2 separate regions of the Mus musculus genome follow, and region 1 is linked to region 2. The links are chromatin contacts, called in public promoter capture Hi-C maps. All regions are on one chromosome and are shown on one strand. The core of a region is the stretch at or near the end of the contact, and the rest is flanking DNA. Distances in the headings are between cores, read along the strand shown. Region 1 holds the start of Dhx16 (DEAH (Asp-Glu-Ala-His) box polypeptide 16). Region 2 holds the start of Psmb8 (proteasome (prosome, macropain) subunit, beta type 8 (large multifunctional peptidase 7)).

Region 1 (5,209 bases), core at 1,761-4,260, 1.7 Mb after region 2:
ATGTCCTTTTAAGTTTCTCATTTTTTAAGATTTATTTATTTTTTATTTTATTTTATTTTATTTTGGTTTTCAAGACAGGGTTTCTCTGTGTAGCCCTGGCTGTCTTGGAACTCACTTTGTAGACCAGGCTGGCCTCGAACTCAGAAATCCGCCTGCCTCTGCCTCCCCAGTGCTGGGATTAAAGGCGTGCGCCACCACGCCCGGCTGTGGTCAGTGCTCTTTTTTTTTTTTTTTTAAAGATTTATTTATTTATTATGTCTAAGTACACTGTAGCTGTCTTCAGACACACCAGAGAGGCCGTCAGATCTCATTACAGATGGTTGTGAGCCACCATGTGGTTGCTGGGATTTGAACTCGGGACCTTTGGAAGAGCAGTCAGTGCTCTTAACCACTGAGCCATCCCTCCGGTCCCTTTTGGGACCTCTTGCTTGGGATTGTTTGGCCTCAATTACCCAAACAGGAATGACTTCAAGCATGTACTGTCCTGTCCACTTAGGTGCCTGAACCTGAGCAGATATAACTTATGCCGTATGTCATCCAATAGAAATACCAACAGCAGAGACGAGAATATCCAAGTTATACTTTATTCACAGAGCTTGCATCTGACCAGGCAGTGGATCCTAAAATAACTGCTTTCCATCTTCTCTCCTGCCACAGGCTTTATAGGAAGCAGAGAAAAGGAAACAAAAACCATCCATTATTCCAGAACTCAAGTTCTGTCGCTGGTCAGGTGGTCAGTCACATTTCTGAGATCTGAGACATCCATGCCTGTCCACTTTCTGAAGCTCAGAGAACTGAGTTAGTGTTTGTTGGAATCTTCTCCTGCAGTGTCATCTCATCTGTGTTGGGGAGGGGTTAGCTCACAACAAACCATTAGCAGTAGGTATGTGCCAAGCTGTTAGCAACACATACCTGGATTGCTTTTTAAAATGTGGAGTGTTTTGTTTTGACTTTATCCATTCTACTCGCTCCCCATCAGTAGGAAATAAAATCTACTTAAATTGCCTATTATTATTATTATTATTGTTATTATTATTTTGGTTTTTTGAGACAGGGTCTCTCTGTATAGCCCTGGCTGTCCTGGAACTCACTCTGTAGACCAGGCTGGCCTCGAACTCAGAAATCTGCCTGCCTCTGCCTCCCAAGTGTTGGTTAAAGGCATGTGCCACCACTGCCCGGCTTTTTTTTTTTAAGATTTATTTATTTTATGTAAGCACACTGTAGCTCTCTTCAGACACTCCAAAAGAGGGCATCAGATCTCCTTACTGATGGCTGTGAGTCACCATGTGATTGCTGGGATTTGAACTCAGGACCTTCGGAAGAATAGTTGGTTGAGCCATCTCTCCAGTTTGCCTCTCATTATTTTTGATTGTACATAAATTACACATTTCAGTCAAGTGTGATAGTACATGTCTATAATCCCCACACTTGGGAAGTAGGAACAACAGGATCAAGAGTCTAAGGTTGCTGGGCGGTGGTGTCGCTCACCTTTAATCCCAGCGCTTGGGAGGCAGAGGCAGAAGGATTTCTGAATTCGAGGCCAGCCTGGTCTACAGAGTGAGTTCCAGGACAGCCAGGGCTATACAGAGAGACCCTGTCTCAAAAAAACAAAACAAAAAACAAACAAACAAAAAGAGTTCAAGGTTGCGGGGGTGGGGGGTGGGGGGTAGGGAGGATACTGGGGTGGGGAGGTGCCCTCTCAGAGGAGAAGGGGAATAGGGGGAGAAACTCTTTCAGGGGGGACCAGGAGGGGGCAGCTTTGAGGATGTAAGTAATTAAGTGCGTAAGTAAATAAATAAATAAATAAGAGTTCAAAGTTATCTTTAGCTATGTAGTACATACAAGGCCAGCTAATTGTACATGAGTCCCGTGTTTTTTTGTTTTTTGTTTTTGTTTTTTAAATGGTGAACTGGAGAGCTGGCTTCTCAATTAAGAACACTTAGGTTTAACTCCCAGCACTCACGTGATGTCTCAAAAACACCCCTAACTACATTTTCAGGAGATCCAATGCCCTCCTCCAGATTCTGAGTGGTATACATACTTGCAAGTAAAATGCCTACACACACACACACACACACACACACACACACACACACACACCCAATAGAGGGGCTGGAGAGATGATTCAGTGGTTAAGAGCACTTGCTGCTCTCAGAAGACTGGTGTTTGGTTCCCAGCACCTATATCAGGCAGGTCCCAACCACCAGTAACTCCAAGTTCAGAGAGACACAATATCTCTGACCTAAAAGGGCACACACACACACACACACACACACACCACACACACACACACACATACTGTGCAGATAAATTCATGCAGGCAAACCCACATGCACATTAAATAAATAAATATTAAAATCTTATGATACCCAAACTCCCACCTAAATGTATTTATTATGTACCTTTAGTTTTTGTTGTTTTAATTTTTAATATTTTAAGTTAGGCCGGGCGTGGTGGTGCACGCCTTTAATCCCAGCACTCGGGAGGCAGAGGCAGGCAGATTTCCGAGTTCGAGGCCAGCCTGGTCTACAAAGTGAGTTCCAAGACAGAGAAACCCTGTCTCGAAAAACCAAAAAAAAAAAATTTATTTTTAAAAAAATTAGGTGTATGTGTGTTTGTGTATGAGCACGTGCACACAAGTGCAGGTGTCAGAAGAGACCAGAGGTGGTAGATCCTCCTGGATCTGGAGATATACGTGGTTGTTGGTGAGGGATGTGGGTGCACCGAATCGAACTCGACTTCGCTGAGCCGTCTCTCCAGCCCTTTGTTATATATCTTGTTTTCCTAACCCTGATTTGTACGTCTTTTATTTATCCCAGCTGTGGGAACTAGTTAGTCATCACTGACAGCTTGTATTGATAGAGAACTGCACCCGCGCACAGATCATTAGGGGGCGACGGAGAGCTTGGACGAGGCTGTGCATGAAAGCCTCTTGCACTTAGCGTCGGGAAAGAGGCTGCGCGATTTGAACCCGCCCAGCCACCGTCGATCCCTGGCCGGAAGAGCGCGACTCTTTCCGGGTTTCGCGGTCTGTGGAATTGGAGTCTCTACGGCAGCCGGAGCGAGGCGGTAGTACCGCAGGCTCTGTCCCCGCCGCAGTCCTGGCCGTTCCGCGGTTGCGCGCCCGGAGCAGGACGCGTCGCCATGGCGACGCCGGCGGGGCTGGAGCGGTGGGTGCAGGAGGAGCTGCACTCGGTGCTGGGGCTGAGCGAGCGGCACGTCGCGCAGTTCCTGATCGGCACCGCACAGCGCTGCGCCTCCGCCGAGGAGTTCGTGCAGCGCCTGCGGGACACCGACACCCTGGACCTCGGGGGGCCGGCGCGGGACTTCGCCCTGAAGCTCTGGAGCAAGGTGTGTGCCGCCGGGGCAGGCCACTCACAGCCGAATTGGCTCGTACGCAGTGTGGCTGTCTATTCTGTGATAGCCTGCAACTTTCAATATAGTACACAGGCTGGCTTAGAACTTGCAGCGAGCCTCCCTGGTAGTGGGGTGACAGAGAGACCTTTCATTCTTGGTTCCGCCCACCATTTAATTTTTTTCCTCTGTTATCTAGATATCATGCTAGGTGTTGGGTGTATACAGGTCTGTGGAGAAGACTCGAGATGGGGCTCTACATACATGTTTAAGCTAGAGCCATTGTTAGTTACAGCACATACCCCAGGCCTAAGGATGTAGCTCAGTTGGTAGAATGTTTGTCTAGCATACAGTAAGCCTTGGATTCAATCCCCAGCCCTGGGAAAGAGTCACTGAGAACAGAGCTAGGAGAATTAGCATTTAGGAAATAGGATCGAGGCTGGGGAGGGATGGCTTAGCAGTTAAGACCCCTTGTGCATCTGGAAGACTTGAGTTCAGTTCTCAGCAACCAGGCCTAGTGGCACACAACCATCTGTAATTCCAGCTCCAAGGAGATCGGAGGGCTTCTGGCCTTTGCCAGGTACCCCATACACATAAATAAATGAAAAATAAATCATGAAAAGAAAATGGGTTTTAGAACATAAACTACTTAAGCTCAGAACCAATACTTTAAAAAAAAAATTCTATCGTGGGGCAAGAAGAGATGGCTCAGGGATTAAGACCACTTGCTGTTCCTCTAGAGGAACCAGGTTCAATTTCTAGAACCCACGTGGCAACTCACAACTGTAACTCCAGTTCTATGAGATTCAGCACCCTCACACACAGCTCACGTTGCAGGCAGAACACCAGTGCACATAAAAATAAAAGTAAGTCATTAAAGTTAGGAAGAAGTTTTAGTTCGTGCATATGCCCGTGTGAGGCTGTGAGCGTACAACCTGTGAGAGCTGGTTCTTTGCCTCCACCACGGGATGGCTTTCAGTAATCATTTGCTCAGTGGATTCCTAGAAGGACGTTCAGAAGCTGCGGAGCCCTGTTGAGCTATGACCGTAGAACAAGACCACGAAGAAGAGAAAGATGGAGACAGGCTTTAGATATAGTAACCGGTTCGTAGGCAAATGAGGGTACTGAGGTCAGGAGCTGTCATATCTACCGGCAGGTGCCACGGAAGGCTGTGGTGGAAAAGCCAGCTCGGGCAGCTGAGCGAGAGGCCCGAGCCCTGCTAGAGAAAAACCGTTCTTATAAGTTGTTGGAAGACAGCGAGAGCGGCGAGGAGGCAGTGGGTAGTAACGGGAGCAGCCTCCAGAAGAAGCGGAAGAGACGGAAACACCTCAGGAAGAAACACCAGGAGGACGAGGAGGACGAGGAGGAAGAGGTTTCCGAGTCAGGGAAGAGGAAGGCAGGGTAAGTCAGAAGGAAGGAGAGGGATTGGAGCAGGCTGTCGGCTGTGGGGATGCTAAGCTTTCTCAGTACCCCCGTTTGATACACTGGGCTGGGTTTGCTGGGTTCAGGGGGAGTAAATCACCCACGGAGGAGAAGCCAGCCTCAGAGGATGAATGGGAAAGGACGGAGCGTGAGCGTCTCCAGGACTTGGAAGAACGGGATGCCTTTGCAGAGCGGGTTCGGCAACGGGACAAGGACCGGACCCGGAATGTCCTGGAACGGTCAGATAAGAAGGTGAGCTGAAGAGAGTCAGTCAGGCAAGTCTGGATTTGGCTGCAGAGTTGTCTCTGGGAAGACAAGAGTTGTCACTAGGGTTCCCCGTGGGCTCACTGGCTATGGTTCTCCCTGTCTGGTTGAGATCGACAGAGGTTCTCCACCGAGGAGGGGCAGCGAAGGACATTAGTCATCCTGACAG
Region 2 (5,531 bases), core at 1,091-3,590:
TTCTCAGCACCCACATGGCAGCTCACAACCATCTGCAGCTCCAGCTCCAGGGTTTCTGACACCTGCACACAAGCAAAACGTCAATGAACATAAAATAAAAACAAATTACAAAATGTTTTCTCAGCTTATTAGTGGGTTATTAAAAATTTGTATGACATAGGAAAGGTGACATGTGGGGTGGGTGGGGGGGGGAAGAGGAGGGAAACGGGAGGTGGTATGGTTATATTTCATTATATTCATATATGAAATTCTCAAAGCATAAATTAATATATGTTTTTTGGAACGTAAAAAAATTTCCACATATTAAGGCTGGACGAGGAGACCCTAGTCTTACTTCACTTAGTATGCCATCTCCCAAGACAGTTGGTGTCCTTGGGAGGCCTGCTTTTTTCTGAAGGGCAATCGAGGAGAGGTAGGGGGTTGAGTAGGAGGGACTGGGAGGAGAGGAGGGGGGAACAGCAGTCGGGATGTAATATATGGGAGAAGAATAATTTCCTTTTCAAATTTCCCAGCTTATGGGTAGAGATGAGAGACTGTTCAGTCCCCTCCCCCATCATGCTTCCGCTCTCTCTCTCTCTGTACCCCCCTCTTGTGAGGACATCTTAACAAGTCATAGGTTTGGAGGGGTGCTGCAGACCAGGGATATCGACAATGTGTCCCAGCCCTGGAAGCACAGGGGTCCCCTGAACTGTAATGTCTGTGTGTTTCTCCAGGTCCAGCGGCTCCTGTATGAGAGCCCCAAGCGGGCTTCTCGGACGGTTCTTCTTATCACCCAGCAGCTCAGCCTGGCAGAGCAGGCCCACCACATCCTCTTTCTCAGAGAAGGCTCTGTCGGCGAGCAGGGCACCCACCTGCAGCTCATGAAGAGAGGAGGGTGCTACCGGGCCATGGTAGAGGCTCTTGCGGCTCCTGCAGACTGACAAGGCCTCTGGACTGCACACTGCGTGCTGTCCCCCTCCTGTCCTCTACTCTGTGTGACAGAGAACCTGGGAGCAAAGATATTACCACACCCACGGAGACAGTTGAGGAGCGGAGGTGCTTGTTACATGAGAAAATGTAAACTCTAGGAGATACCCGGAATTTACCACGAATGTGTTTCCCCGACCCGCTCCCTATTAGACGGGGTTTCAGGTACCTCACACCAACACTGAGCTGCTAAATCTCCGGTCTCCACCCTCCCGGTGCTGAGCTTGTATCACAGCATGCACACACAAACCTGGTTTATGTGGCGTTGTGATAGAATGAGAAGAAACGCCCAAAGTGTACAGAGAGAAAGGACAAGCAGCTTGCAATTAACCAAAGGCATAGGCTGGCATTTGGGTGTTCTATGGGTGTTTGATATTTGTAATAAAACTGGTGTTTTGTACTGTGGCTTCTCCCGTTTCTTAGCTCCCGCAAAGTCCTAGCTGAGTTAGTCAGCCCCCCCCCCCCCCCCAGGACAGTGTCCCGTTCTTCTTCAGAATTCTGTTTTACTTCTGGGTCCATCAGCTTTTATTTCCTGGGGCTCTCATTTCTCTTTACTGCTCACCCACGGACTCCTAGTGCTGAGCTGGACCGGGCGGCAGCCCCTCCCTCTCCGCACCCCAAGGCAGCAGCAACTGCATCTTGGAGTCCTTCTCTTCCTCGCTGAGGCTGGAGGAAGCGCGGTAGCGCCGCGGGTGGGGACCCCAGAAAATCAGACTGGATAACCTCGCCCGCCCGTTCAGATTCTTTCATCTTCTCCTCAGCGGCACACGCCGGGATAATCTCAATGAAATGGATAGGATTAGCCAGTAAATCTCTTCCATTCAGGGAGGGCCCGGTGTGTGACGTCAGCAGTTCCTGGGCAGATAATGTCCATAAAGGTTGCAAAGAAGAGGTGGGGTTGAGGATTCAAGGAAGGAGCGCGCAGCCCTGACTTGCGCGACGTGAGCAGCCCCGGGCAAGGGCGCGTCCTCGTGGGTGGCTCAGGGTAGTGAGACTGTTGAACCAAGAGGGGCCCTAGGAGGGACACATGAAAAGGCCCGACTGAGTCCTCTCCTTGGTTCGTCTTTCTCCGTTTTTTCCTGGTTGTCCCAGGACCTAAAGACCCCTGTGCATCCATTTATCGCATTTTCCAGTTTCTATAAAATGATGCTCATTTATTTGAGTGCTGCCCCCATCCCCAGGACGCACGCCTAGGTGGATCTGCTCAATACTCCTCTCAGGTTCCAACGTTCTAGACAACCTCTTTAGGAGATAGGACCCTATTCAGTCCTCCGCTGTTCCCAGAAGATGCCCCCCCCCGTCCCCCGCCTGTGGGTCTTCACGCACCCCACTGCTAGGCGGCCTCCGAAGGCGCACCTCTTCTTCCACCCCACAGCCCATTCTCTAGCTGGTTTCACTGATGTGGCAGCAGGAAAACTCGTCCCCAACACATTGTTTTAGTTCAGACACCCATTAACTGGGCTCTACTCGGAAAGGGCAGGGGATGGGGGTGGGGGACTGGTTCCCTCCCCTTGGTACTGTGGCTTTCGCTTTCACTTCCTTGTCGCAGAGTCGACGGATCTTCGGGGCCAAGTGGTCATGGCGTTACTGGATCTGTGCGGTGCCGCTCGGGGGCAGCGGCCCGAGTGGGCTGCCCTGGATGCGGGAAGCGGGGGTCGCTCGGACCCGGGACACTACAGTTTCTCCGCGCAAGCTCCGGAGCTCGCACTTCCCCGGGGAATGCAGGTGAGGACTGTAGGGCGTTCTGGAGAGATGCAGGAGGTGGGTGGTGGTGGGTGGCACAGAGGAAGGAGTGTCTGCCTGGGTCTGAGGAGGTGAGGACGCCAGGAGGGGCCGTCCAGGAGAGCAGCATCGAGGCTAGCCCTGAAGAACCAACGTGGAGATTAAGGCATGGGAAGGCGGGAGAAAGGGGTGGGGGAGGGACAGAAGGAGAGAGAGTCACGCACGGAGTTGAGACAGCGAGACTGAGAAGATGGTTGGTGCCAATCCCAAGACACAGTGCACAGACCACCATGCCTTCCACAGACTCACTGCTAACTACTACAGGGGCTGTACAGTTGTCTTGGAAGACCTATGAACTTTGGTGGCCTTACTTGGTCTCAGCAACCCACCCTGTGTGTCCTACGACACATTAGATGGCCTAGGTCTCAAGCCCCTCTACTGTAAAATGAGAGCAAGTTATTAAAATGTGCTTTCGAGAACCAAAGGAGCCACGGATTAGGAAACACCTTGAAGTCGCCTACCATGACCTTTGTTCCCACGTGCTGGAAAGCAGAAAGCTGGTGGGCTTAAATCCTGCTTTTCTTTCTTCGGAGCTACTGACATCTAGAGTCTGCAGACCCCTCCTCACTCTGCCACCCTGCCAGGAGCCTCCTAGCACTGAGGTGCCCCTCTGCCTCTTGCATCTCTTAGCCCACCGCATTCCTGAGGTCCTTTGGTGGTGACCAGGAAAGGAATGTTCAAATTGAGATGGCCCACGGCACAACCACACTCGCCTTCAAGTTCCAGCATGGCGTCATCGTGGCTGTGGACTCCAGGGCCACTGCAGGGAGTTACATTAGTGAGTATGTGTGCTCCATGTGTGCTCCAATGGTCCGACTCGTGGAGCTGTTCCCTCAGTAGAGCAGAAGGCCTGGGCCGAAGTTCAGACAGAGCTGGCATTATAGCACACTGAGGGTGGGGGTGGGATGGGGGGTGAGGGGTGGGTGGGGAGCTGTGGGCTCATTTCTTTGATCTCAAAACTCTTCCAGGCTCCTTAAGGATGAACAAAGTGATCGAGATTAACCCTTACCTGCTTGGCACCATGTCTGGTTGTGCAGCCGACTGCCAGTACTGGGAGAGGCTGTTGGCCAAGGAGTGCAGGTAGGCCGGTTTTATCATCTCATTTGTTCAGCCCCTCCCCCGTCCCCACCATGTCCCAGGTCACTTACACCCCCATCGGGTGATCCATTTTAGCAACCATAAGGGATATATATATATATATATATATATATATATATATATATATATATATATATCTCCTTCATGTGATTAAAAATCTCCCAAATCCTAGCCTGGGTCCCTGCTTATAAACCAGATAATCTGGCAGTCACTTAACCTGCAGGGTGGTATCATTTACTAGGCTTTTAAAATGCGGATCAGAGATTTTAAATTCCCAAACTCTCCTTTACTCTTATGTCCCGTCCCACAAGTCCATACCTTCCAAACACTCATCTCTACAATCCCTGCTCCCTCGTGCTATGGGAGAAAATGAATGCAGGTGTAGCTGCCGCCCCTGAGGCCTCCTTCTCTCTCCTCCTCCTCCTCGATCGATCGTACAGGTTGTATTATCTTCGGAATGGGGAACGCATCTCCGTGTCTGCAGCATCCAAGCTGCTTTCCAACATGATGCTGCAGTACCGGGGGATGGGCCTCTCCATGGGCAGCATGATCTGTGGCTGGGACAAGAAGGTGGGTGGCCTATGTCTGTGAGCCCCCCCCCCCCCCGAGGTGTCTTACCCATTGAACCCTCCCCTCCCCCATGCTTGATCCAGGTTTTGATGTTTACCAAAGTGTGCTGTCTTTTGTTTTTGTTTTTAAAATTCATTTATTTATTTTATGTGAGTACACTCTTGTTGTCTTCAGACACACCAGAAGAGGGCACTGGATCCCGTTACAGATGGTCGTGAACTACCATGTGGTTCAATTCTGGCAGTTGAACTCAGGACCTCTGGAAGAGTAGTCAGGGGTCTTAACCACTGAGCCATCTCTCCAGCTCCCTAAAGTGTGCTGTCTTAACTCAAATATTTCTATGGTGGCATCACTATGTTGCTTGCTCTCCACAAGTCACACTTGCGTCTTGATATGATCAATAAACCAAGTTCAACTCGGGATGGTTTCCCATCTTCTAGGGACCAGGACTTTACTACGTAGATGACAATGGGACTCGGCTCTCGGGACAGATGTTTTCCACTGGCAGCGGGAACACCTATGCCTATGGGGTGATGGACAGTGGTTACCGGCAGGACCTCAGTCCTGAAGAGGCCTACGACCTTGGCCGCAGAGCTATTGCTTATGCTACCCACAGAGACAACTATTCTGGAGGAGTCGTCAACAGTAAGAGACCAATGCGCCCCACAACACCTGGGGAGACCACTGCTCCCCAGCACCTGGGAGGAGGGGGATGTGGGGGGAGCTTAGATTGGGAGCCTCGGGGGAGATGAGTGGAGATGTCAGGTCTGAGAACACTGAAGTTCCAGACAAAGGCTTTCAGTGTGTGTGTGCTTAATGCTCATGAAAGCTGCTTATGCCACACCATTCTGGCAGAGACTTGCCCAAGAAAGGCCTGACGCCATGTTCTTTTCTCAATCGCCCACAGTGTACCACATGAAGGAAGACGGTTGGGTGAAAGTGGAGAGTTCCGATGTCAGTGACCTGCTGTACAAGTACGGAGAGGCCGCTCTGTGATGGCTGCTGGGCAGGCCTCCCCCAGCATTGGTGGCACTGGCTGGCAGACTCAGAGACCTGGGACTACTTCAGTCTTAGGAAAAAGAAGGGCTCAACCTGGGCTGGAGACAAAGCTCTGT

What was found. Promoter capture Hi-C pulls out the DNA fragments that hold promoters and counts their contacts.
Region 1: a promoter capture Hi-C map of hippocampal neurons shows a contact between it and region 2, with 4 times the contacts expected there. The contact joins the promoter of Dhx16 here to the promoter of Psmb8 in region 2. A contact is called at or near these places in 1 of 39 promoter capture datasets (hippocampal neurons) and 1 of 9 other capture datasets (adipose tissue).

Annotation. Positions count from the first base shown.
Region 1 is chr17:35,876,768-35,881,976 of GRCm38.p6, forward strand. It overlaps Dhx16 (DEAH (Asp-Glu-Ala-His) box polypeptide 16), which reads left to right and starts at 3,011. Exons shown (of 20, transcript NM_026987.2): 1 at 3,011-3,351; 2 at 4,511-4,755; 3 at 4,863-5,028. The coding sequence starts at 3,145.
Region 2 is chr17:34,195,855-34,201,385 of GRCm38.p6, forward strand. Psmb8 (proteasome (prosome, macropain) subunit, beta type 8 (large multifunctional peptidase 7)) reads left to right here and starts at 2,341. Exons shown (of 6, transcript NM_010724.2): 1 at 2,341-2,691; 2 at 3,379-3,526; 3 at 3,717-3,828; 4 at 4,287-4,416; 5 at 4,857-5,061; 6 at 5,324-5,531. The coding sequence starts at 2,545. The coding sequence ends at 5,412. Tap1 (transporter 1, ATP-binding cassette, sub-family B (MDR/TAP)) reads left to right here. Exons shown (of 11, transcript NM_013683.2): 11 at 714-1,371. The coding sequence ends at 920.